Linked DNA regions of Triticum aestivum: region 2 is linked to region 1. The links are chromatin contacts, called in public HiCAR-type maps. All regions are on one chromosome and are shown on one strand. Each heading gives the region's core, a stretch centred on a gene start, on an enhancer-like site or on the middle of the called end of the contact. The rest is flanking DNA. Distances are from core to core; before and after follow the strand shown.

Region 1 (4,841 bases), core at 819-3,318:
TCGACACCAACAAACGATATAAACCCCACGAATTACAGAACACCCAAAAGAGCCACTTCATTGTGTATATGAACCCAAGGAATGACATAACACCAAAAGAGCCACTTCATTCATTATAGCAAGTCTACTAAAGTCGCAAACATCACTGCCATATTACACCAACACGACTTGCAAGTGAGGATGCTACGTTGAACATAGAATTGGAAACAGGATATTGAGCAAAAGCTGGCATGACTTTTAAGTTCGTAGAAGTTGCACGTCATGACTACTGACCGTGCCAGGGTTTTGACCAGATAGTGGTATCTACTATCAGCTACGGACATGGAATCACAACCATCCTTGAAAACCGACGAGTAGTGATCAACTTTGAAAGTAAATCTGCGCAGGGTACTCTCTACCGTTCTAATGCTGCTTCTTATCCTTGGACGGACCCTTGGGAATCTTGGACAGGCACTTCTCATCGAAGATGGCGTAGTACTTCTTCAGCTCGACCATGGCCTTCTCTCCAAAAGCATCGATCTTGTCCTCATACTTCTCGTACAGAACAGGCACGGTGTAAAGCACCATGAAGACTGCAAACAAGAAGGCATGATCAGTGAAACAATGCTACGCAAGCTTATTGCACATATGTAAGTAACAAACAGACTGTAGCAAGAAACCACATTTACCTATGTAGAACAAGGTCAGGAAATTGCAGCAGCTGCCAAGGAAAGAGAGGATCCACAGGCCTGCAACCACCTGAGAACAAAGAGACGACACAATATAAGCGACTGATAACATAAACAGGGTTTAAGCAGTGAAGGCTAAAGGAAACTAAATCACACAACCAATCAACGTACAATCAGGAATTTCTTCAGGTCACGGCCTTGACCAATCGCCCTCAGGCTAGCAAAGCCCCTGTTGATCTCGTATCGCAGCGAGCGGGCAACATTGACAGCCAGGTCCTCGGGGATCTTCACCTCTGGAATGTTGGGAGGGCACCTGAAAACAATTGCAAGCAGTTGTTTACAACCAAAAACTAGAGCAATTGCTAAAACTGTTAGGATCATTGTGATTACACAGCATTGATCCAGGTTAACCAGGCATTGTCATCCTATAACTGATCTGGGTGCAAATAACAAGGGAAATTTAGTGAAGCTCACTTGTTGACGAAGGCAGAGGCGTTGGACCAGAGGAAGAGGATGCCCAGGGTGAGGATGAAGCCGTGGCAGAGGAGGGTGAGGAGATGGTACTCCAGGACCTCAAACAGCAGCCAGATGGCGGTGGCGCCCGCGAGCACCCCACCGGAGATCTTCTTGTTCCTCCACAGGAAGAGGTCGGCAGCTGCAAAAATAACACATAAGCACAGCACATCAGAAGCCCAGACCAACAAGCAATCTATCAACTCCTAGAAAACAAACAGAGCATCTCAGGGTTTAAGCTAGTACTAGGATGCAGCAGAGCAGAGCAGCAGAATCGCACAATCACTTCAATCACAAATAGTACTAATCTGATGTATGCTACCCTATTCACACCCTGCGGACGGGCAATGCCGCGGAACCTGGGCTCGGAAAATCGCAGATCGGGACGCTTCCTACGCACACTAGCAATCAGCGAGACCTATCTCGACGGACACGAAATTTTCCAGAGAGACCAGAGCAACCGCAGGTTTCCTCTTGAGCGCCCGGGCAAGCCCCGCGGGAGCGCGAGACCCCGGTGCGGCCGGATCTACGAAACCACGCGGCGGAAGCGAAGCGCGCGAGCGGGGGGAGGGGGGGACTCACGCTTGCCGCCGCCGAGGACGGAGTGGACGGGCTTCTCGCGGCCGAAGAGGCGGTAGATCTTGGCCTTGACGGACGACGACGACCCCGACTTCCTCTCGTCGTCGTCGGACGACGAGGAGGACGAGGACCCGCCGTGGAACTTCTCCGTGATCTTGTCCATCACCGACTCCTCCTTGTGCTCCGCCATGGATGCTTCGCTCGCTCGCCCGCCGCTCCCCCTCTCTCCCCAACGCGACGCTTCTGTTTGGCAACGCCTTTTCTGCCTGCCTGCCTGCCGTCGCCGCTGGAATCTCAATCCCTCTCTCCTTTCCTTTCCCGTGCTTCGGGGCCGCGTGTTTTGTGCCCCGCGTGACGCGCCCCCCAGCCGTCCATCTCGGCACGGACGGCTCAGGGAAAACGCCCGCGCGGGGCCGCCTCCTGCTCGCGTGGGTCCGGCCCCGGGAGTCGGGGGCGTGGGGCCTACCGGGCAGTGAGTGTGGGGAGACGGGGTGGGTGCACGGGGCGAGTACTTCTCGGCAGCAACGGCCGCGACAGGGATGGTGGAGGAGTCATTCCTGCCGTGGGGCCCACGCAGGTGGGGGCCGGGGTGATGATAATGAATGGGACGGACGGGTGGAGATCGCGAGGAGGGATGGGGAGCCGATGGTGTGTGGGCGACGCGTGGCGGGGCCCTGGCATCCGTCGGCGGGGACGGGGTCGCGGCTCGTGCAGGCTGGAACCTTCTGGATGGACGCCGGCTCGGTTCGGTCCCGTCATTTTTATGGGCCGGAGGGCACAGTTGCCGAAAACGAAAGTCTTTGAAATTTTGTCCGGATAATTCTTTTTGCGAGTTTTTCGGGCGGTTCAGCGTCGTGAGCAGCACGTCAAGATCGTTTGCAAGCATCGTGATCTCGAGCTTTGACATGGCGGAATTAACAGCTGAGCATATATAGATAGCTCTAGAGCCGGAGCCTAGAGGAGTGGAGGTACACATACAAAACGCACTGACATGCACACAAAGACTCTCTAAACAAAAGACTTGCATTTTATTCTCGCCGTGACATTTTGAATTGCTCGGAACTTCCGAACCAATATTTCGTTCGCCAAGCTTTGTTTACATACTTGAATTCAGGGGGACAAAATCTTCAAAGCAAGACCGATGCTAGATGCATTTTGACTAGTTTGAACTTATTGTTTCTATCATTTTACAGTTTCAGTTGTTGGAAAAAGATTTCACTAAATAATTTCACTCATTTTTAAAAGTTGATTCCACTAAACAAAAAAAAACACTCATTTGAAGTAACCGATTCACTCATTTGAAAATACAGATTTTGCTAATTTCGTAAATATTACATTGTTCCACTCTTTCAAAAAATGATATTTACATTTTCCCACTATTTCATAACAGTGTTTTTGACTGTTTCAAAAGAGTCATCTTTATTACTTTGCTCATATAAAAAAGTTTCACTCATTTCAAAAAACTATTTTCACTTTTTGATTTCACTCATTTCAAAGAGGAATATCTCTATCTCTTATCTCTTATATCTTATATCTTATACTACTTAAAAATAATGTAACATTCTCATTTTACCCTTCTTCCCATCACCCCTTCGTCCAACTTTCCATGTATATGATAATCAATCACTTTAATTTACTTACCTTCTGAATCAATTTCACTTTAATTACTTACCAGACTTCTAATCAAAATATAAGGTAATTCACGGGCAGAATTTGATCAGCATTTATTTACACAAATCACATTATTATTGACAGGTAAATCACAAGCTAACGTACTAGAATGTTTATATCCGGTTGCACCGCACGGGCATTGTTCTAGTCATTTACAAAAAGTGGATTTCACTCATTTCAAAAGAATAGATCGTTTATGTATCTCTTTTGGAAGAATCAAATTCACTCTTTCATTCTTTTAGGAAATATGAAAACCGAAAGAGATGACATAAACCTAACATCAAAGTGTGAAACTATTGTTCACTCATTTTCCAAAAAAAGAAGTGATTAGCTCATTTCAAAAGCAGCTCTAAACACCGACGAGGTTTTCCACTTGGCCATAATACTAAGAGATGAGGCTTGTGGAAAATAGGCCTAATACTAAGAGATGAGGCTTGTTTTCTTGTGAGCTGGGGTCCATGGCCCAGGTTAGCCCCCATGAAGCTCTGCCACTGATGAGGCCCATGCACGCCATGGAGTATTTACACACGAGTAGAATGGACCTAGATGGACCGTAAATTCAAAACAAATAGCAAAAAAATAAAAAAAATAAACCAGATTTTTTGTGGCAAACATTGACAAAAGTTTGCAAAATTTTATAATGGAATGACATTCATGAAGTCATGGCAAAAAAAGATGCTCCAAAAGTGTCGTGGAATTGTCACGTCAGATGTCCTAGCGTAAGGACTTAGTCGTGGAGCCATCGCAACTAGGAAGCTTAAAGGGGTTAAACGGGACAAAGGACATGAGGTTTATACTAGTTCGGCCCCTTACGGTGAAGGTAAAAGCCTACGATCCAGTTTTGGGTGGGATTGCTTATGAATCGATAACCATGGAGTGAATCCGCTTGACCTAGTTCTCGATCTGACGTTACTTGCCCTGAACCGCCGTCGGGTCGTCCCTTTATATACAGAGGTCGACGACCAGCGGCTCACAGAGTCCTGGCCGGTTCATAAACAAGTCCGGCTCGGTCTCTCTCTATTCCTTACTTACAATACAAGTTTATGCATACATGGCGGTTTATCTCTACAGGCCTTAAGCCTTTTAAGTGAGCCGTCATCTTCAAGTGTCTTCGTGGGCTTCATCGTGGGCGTGACCCGGCCCCTCCTGGGCGGGTCATGCCTAATAGTTATATTCCCAATATTAGGCCCCAGATTGATTTGAACTGGTTCATGGCAATCTTCAACACTTTAAAAAATCTTGTGCTCCCTGCTTGTGTGATAGCTTTAACCCGCCATGATGTCATCCTCTAGATTATGGATAACCCATCGTGATGTCATCAATCATCAATTTACACTTTATCCAATGTACCTCAACGGATTCTTATCTTAAAGACCATCCCGAAAGTTGAGGCGTCCTTGTAGTTGGATA
Region 2 (4,841 bases), core at 712-3,211, 350 kb after region 1:
CTAAGAGTGGTGAGTTTTCGGTTAAATCCATGTATTTGGATATTATCAATACTAGCGTTCTTCCTAGTTCGAAACATGTTTGGAAAGTCAAAGTGCCTTTAAAAATCAAAGTATTCATGTGGTTTGTCCACAAACAAGTTATCCTAACTAAGGACAATTTGGTGAAGCGCAACTGGACTGGATCTAAACGATGTAGTTTTTGTGATAGTGATGAATCGATCAAACACCTCTTTCTTGACTGCCCTTTGGCAAAAAATTTGTGGAGGTCGGTCCACATAGCTTTTAATATTACTTCTCCGAATTCCATCAACACGTTATTTGGGACGTGGCTAGATGGGATCGATGCAGAAACAGCGAGACACATCCATGTAGGAGTTTGTGCTTTATTATGGGCAGTTTGGAACTGCAGAACGACTTGGTCTTTAACAGAATAACAAATATTCATGTCTTGCAGGTTATTTTCAGGGCCACTACACTCATCCGTATGTGGTCTCTACTCACTCCGATGGAGGCCAGGGAGCACTTGGTTACTGAATCTATCCAATGGGAGACCGTAGCACGGGATATCTTCAACCGGTTTGGATGGCGGTCATGTAATAGGATAGGGGTTTAGTTTCCTATCTTTAATTTTGCCGGCCGGTTGCGGCTATCCTTTTATTTGCTTTCGGGCTCTTTATGAGCTTTCTTCTTTTTTCATTCTTGTTTGGGACCTTAAGACTTATGTTGGACCTTTTTGGTTATCAATAACATGGTTGTATGCATTGTTATGATGCAGAGGCCGGGGCGAACCCCCGTTGGACCTTTTTGGCTATCAATAACATGGTTGTATGCATTGTTATGATGCAGAGGCCGGGGCGAACCCTCGTTGGACCTTTTTGGTTATCAATAACATGGTTGTATGCATTGTTATGATGCAGAGGCCGGGGCGAACCCCCTTTTCGAAAATAAAAATTAGTGGGTTGTACTGAAGCGGGACTTTTTTTACTCAAATCCAAACCAATTCTAGTTGAGATAAACAAATCCATTCCTTTGAATTATTAGTACTAAGCACAAAGACAACTGTCCCATTCCTGTGACATAGAACCATGACATTCCATTACATTTTGTTCCGAAACCCGAAAGATTTCCTTTTGGTCAATGCCTAGATAGCTTCCCTTCCACTTTTTTTTTTGCGAAAGAGAATTCGTTCCACCTGTAAACCATATTCTCCACGCATCTGCACTGAACATGCTCCATGCTGTACACATAGTCTGCTCTTTTGTTTTTCCTTGAAAATGGGGGCTGGCCCCGGCCTTTACATCACACAGTCTGCTCTAAAGTGAATTTATCCGTCCTCAGGATTTGCTCACAACTCAGCTCTCTCTCTCCCTCGCTCTTCCGAAATCAGCAAGCTGAACGTCCCATCTGAATTTCCCGTCTTATTCGAACGCTCTACCATTGAGCCCGGCACTGGGTCGCCATTCTCCACGCCCATGTCACATCAATTTTAAAACAAACCAAAACACAAACAACAAGTCGTTGTAGTATAGTGGTAAGTATTCCCGCCTGTCACGCGGGTGACCCGGGTTCGATCCCCGGCAACGGCGCATTTTCTTTTTTTGGTGTCGTGGGCCTGCTACCCTGCTACCGAGAACCCTCTGTTCCGCGTTCCGCTGCTTCGAAGAACACCATCGTCAACTCCTCGAATGCCCCAACCATCTCGTACGTTTTGTTTTTTTGGAACAACGCGATCCCGTACGCACTGTCCCCATCTCGTACCCGGCTCGTAGGCCTGCACACCAGCTACTGTTGTGTGTGTGTGTCCGCCAGTCAACAAGAACAGGATCGTCTAGCCCACCAGCCAGCGCCTCCTCCCGTTTCACACCGCCGGGCCGACGACGGCCCACCATGGCCCGCTGCTCCCCCGGGGACCTCACGCACGCGTTCCTCCCCGCCCTCTCCCCCAATTTCACACCGGCTGGGCAGCGACGGCAGAGCAGAGAGGAGGAGGGGAGCACGGCATCGGCAGGGCAGGGCAGGGCAAGCGCGTCCGTCCGTGCGTCCCGCGCCATAACTCCGCTCCCCTCCTCCCTCATCCCCGGCAATTAATGCCGCCAACTACCACGACATCCACCCCGCAAAACCTAGGCAGCGCACAAATACCCCCACCCCACCCCACCCCACCCCCTCCCCCCGCCCGTCCCCACCTCGCCATGCCATTCCGCCCCACCGTCTCGCCCCCGCCGACCACCGCCGTCTCGCCGCCATGTCCCTCGCCGACGCGCTCGCCGACATCGGCCTCGGCTACGCCATCGCCATCGCGCTCGGCTTCCTCGTGCTCCTCGCCGCGATCCTCCTCGCCTACCACTTCTGCTGCCGCCGCCGCGCCGCGGCCCACCACCACCACCAGGGCGCTCAGCAGCAGCAGCACCACTCCGGCCGCCACGGGGCCGCCTCCTCCTCCGCGTCCAGCTCGGGCCACATCTCCATCACCGTGCCGCGCTTCGTGTTCGTCGCCGAGGACGACTCGCCGGGCTCCTCCTCGCGGGGCGCCACCGGGTCCACCCCCGTCGGCCTCGACCCCGCCGTGATCGCCTCCTACCCCAAGGCGCCCTTCTCCCGGGCCGCCGCCGCCGGCGACCTCGCCTGCTCGATCTGCCTCTGCGAGTACCGCGACGGGGAGATGCAGCGCATCATGCCCGAGTGCCGCCACCGCTTCCACCTCATGTGCCTCGACGCCTGGCTGCGCCGCAGCGCCTCCTGCCCCGTCTGCCGCAACTCACCCATCCCCACCCCCGTCACCACCCCGCTCAACACCCCGCTCTCCGAGATCGTCCCGCTCTCCCAGTACGCCGCCGACCGCCGCCGCCACAGGTGACCTGACAGATTTACTCCATTTCTTAGCACCATCTGCTGCCGCCGCCGCTGCTGCTTGTCAGGAATGGGATTCGACTTGATTACTTAGAGAGATCGTCAGGAGAGGTTTCGCTAATCTGCGGGGTTACTTAGGAGTATCTTCAGATTGTTCAGCTAGAACAGCAGAAGTTTTGCAGTAGATCGATGGACCGAGGCTGGCAGACAAGCTGTGTAAATACATTGTTCCTCCGTTCTAATATAGCTTATATCGACTGATGTTACCTGTTGCCATACAGTACTTGTATGTGGATTGTTAGTTACCAAACCGCTATTCCGGTTATATGATTGGTCAATTTCATGGTACATTACTTCTGTGTTGGTTATCTTAATTATAGCTCCTGTTGTCGTTGTTCGAGGTATGATTGTGCCTAAGCGACAGGCTGATTCCTGGATGATTGATATAGTTCAGAGCATTGATTTCTTCAGTCTCATGAATCAATGTAACGGCCGACATCCTAGATCAAATTGATAGCAATTATTCTCTGAATATGCGTAGTTTGCTTTAAGCCACTGTGTTTTAGTTATATGATTGGTTAATTTTATCGTACGCTACTTCTATATATGTTGGTTACCTTAAATAGAGCTCTTCTTGTCGTTATTCGAGACATTATTGTGTCTAAGTGGGCTTATTCATGGATGATTGATAATTAATTTAGATCATTGATTTCTTCACTCTCACGAATCAATGTTACTGCCGACATCCTAGATCCAGTGGATAACAATTCTTCTCTGAATATGTGTCGTCTACTTTGAGCCACTGTATTCCAGTAATATGATTGATTAATTTCATCGTACGTTGCTTCTATGTTGGTTACCTTAAATAGAGGTCTTGTTGTCGTTATTCGAGGTATTACTTGTGACCCAATTGACGTGTCCCGCGTCAGCTTGCATCATCACATCGGAGGCACGTGCACGCGGCTGTGTCACCGATTGTTGGTGCGAAGCCCTGTCATGATGTAAGCCATATACACGTGTTTGTCCATTATTATTCGGGTTGACATATAATCAAAGCATCCATTTCTCCAGTCCTTGATCAATTAGTGTTAGTACCGACATCCTAAATCAAATGGATGCCAATTATTAGCTGAATATGCATAGTTTACTTGTGTGGCACTGTATTCTGTTTATACTTTTGATTGATTTCGTTGCACATTATGTCTAGTTGATTGCCATAAATAGAGCTCTTGTTGTCATCATTCGAGGTATTATTGGGTCTAAGAGATAGGTGATTCCTGGATGATTGATATAATTCAGGGCATCGTTTTCTTTAGCCTCAATGAATTAATGTTAGTGCTGACATCCTAAATCATATGGGTACCAGTCTACTTAAATCTTTAAAGGTAGAACTCTTGCCCTGTTTTTTAATCTTAGCTCTTTAAACTGTGATCTTCTCAACATGATGTGTTACTTAACTTTCTGAAGGGATCTAACTTGAGATAACTTTGACTTACAGCTGAATTGGTTACTGCTTAAGTTTTCCATCCAGTGTATATCCCTTTGATTGTGAGCAACTTTGTATTTTTTTTATTTCCAATTTTGTAATATAAATTCATGATGCTGTCATTAGCTTGAATTCTGAAATGTTGCCCTGATTGGTTCAATGGTCTTAATTTTCTCTGTTTTTTTTCTGGACTAGCTGTGCTCATGTTTTGTGTTAGTGAACTTGCCTTCTCTGGCGACTAAAATATTGCTCTGCGACGGTGTTCTCCTACAACTAAACTGGGTTCCAACTGTTAATAACTGATATCATCAGCTGAAAGAATCTGTACTGTACCTGTCTGTCAGTATCCCACGGGAGAAGTTAAATATAGAAGGCAAGTCATTTTCATGTTATTCAGATAGATGGTCGTGATCTACCACAGTTTGGTTGCTAGTTGCAGATTTGAACAAATACCTGACAAACATTGAAACAAAATGTTGTAGTTCTAGTACACAGAACAGCTGAT

What was found. HiCAR-type assays count read pairs that join an accessible place to other places.
Region 2: a HiCAR-type map of leaf shows a contact between it and region 1, with 9 times the contacts expected there. The contact joins the promoter of LOC123141152 here to the promoter of LOC123141132 in region 1. A contact is called at or near these places in 1 of 5 Hi-C or Micro-C datasets (leaf) and 1 of 1 datasets of contacts at active chromatin or transcription factors (leaf).

Annotation. Positions count from the first base shown.
Region 1 is chr1B:596,114,313-596,119,153 of IWGSC CS RefSeq v2.1, forward strand. It overlaps LOC123141132 (reticulon-like protein B1), which reads right to left and starts at 2,069. Exons shown (of 5, transcript XM_044560360.1): 1 at 1,764-2,069; 2 at 1,143-1,323; 3 at 840-981; 4 at 669-738; 5 at 83-572. The coding sequence starts at 1,950. The coding sequence ends at 403.
Region 2 is chr1B:596,465,044-596,469,884 of IWGSC CS RefSeq v2.1, forward strand. LOC123141152 (RING-H2 finger protein ATL67) reads left to right here and starts at 1,962. Exons shown (of 1, transcript XM_044560376.1): 1 at 1,962-3,207. The coding sequence starts at 2,246. The coding sequence ends at 2,857. TRNAD-GUC (transfer RNA aspartic acid (anticodon GUC)) reads left to right here and starts at 1,515; the gene lies at 1,515-1,586.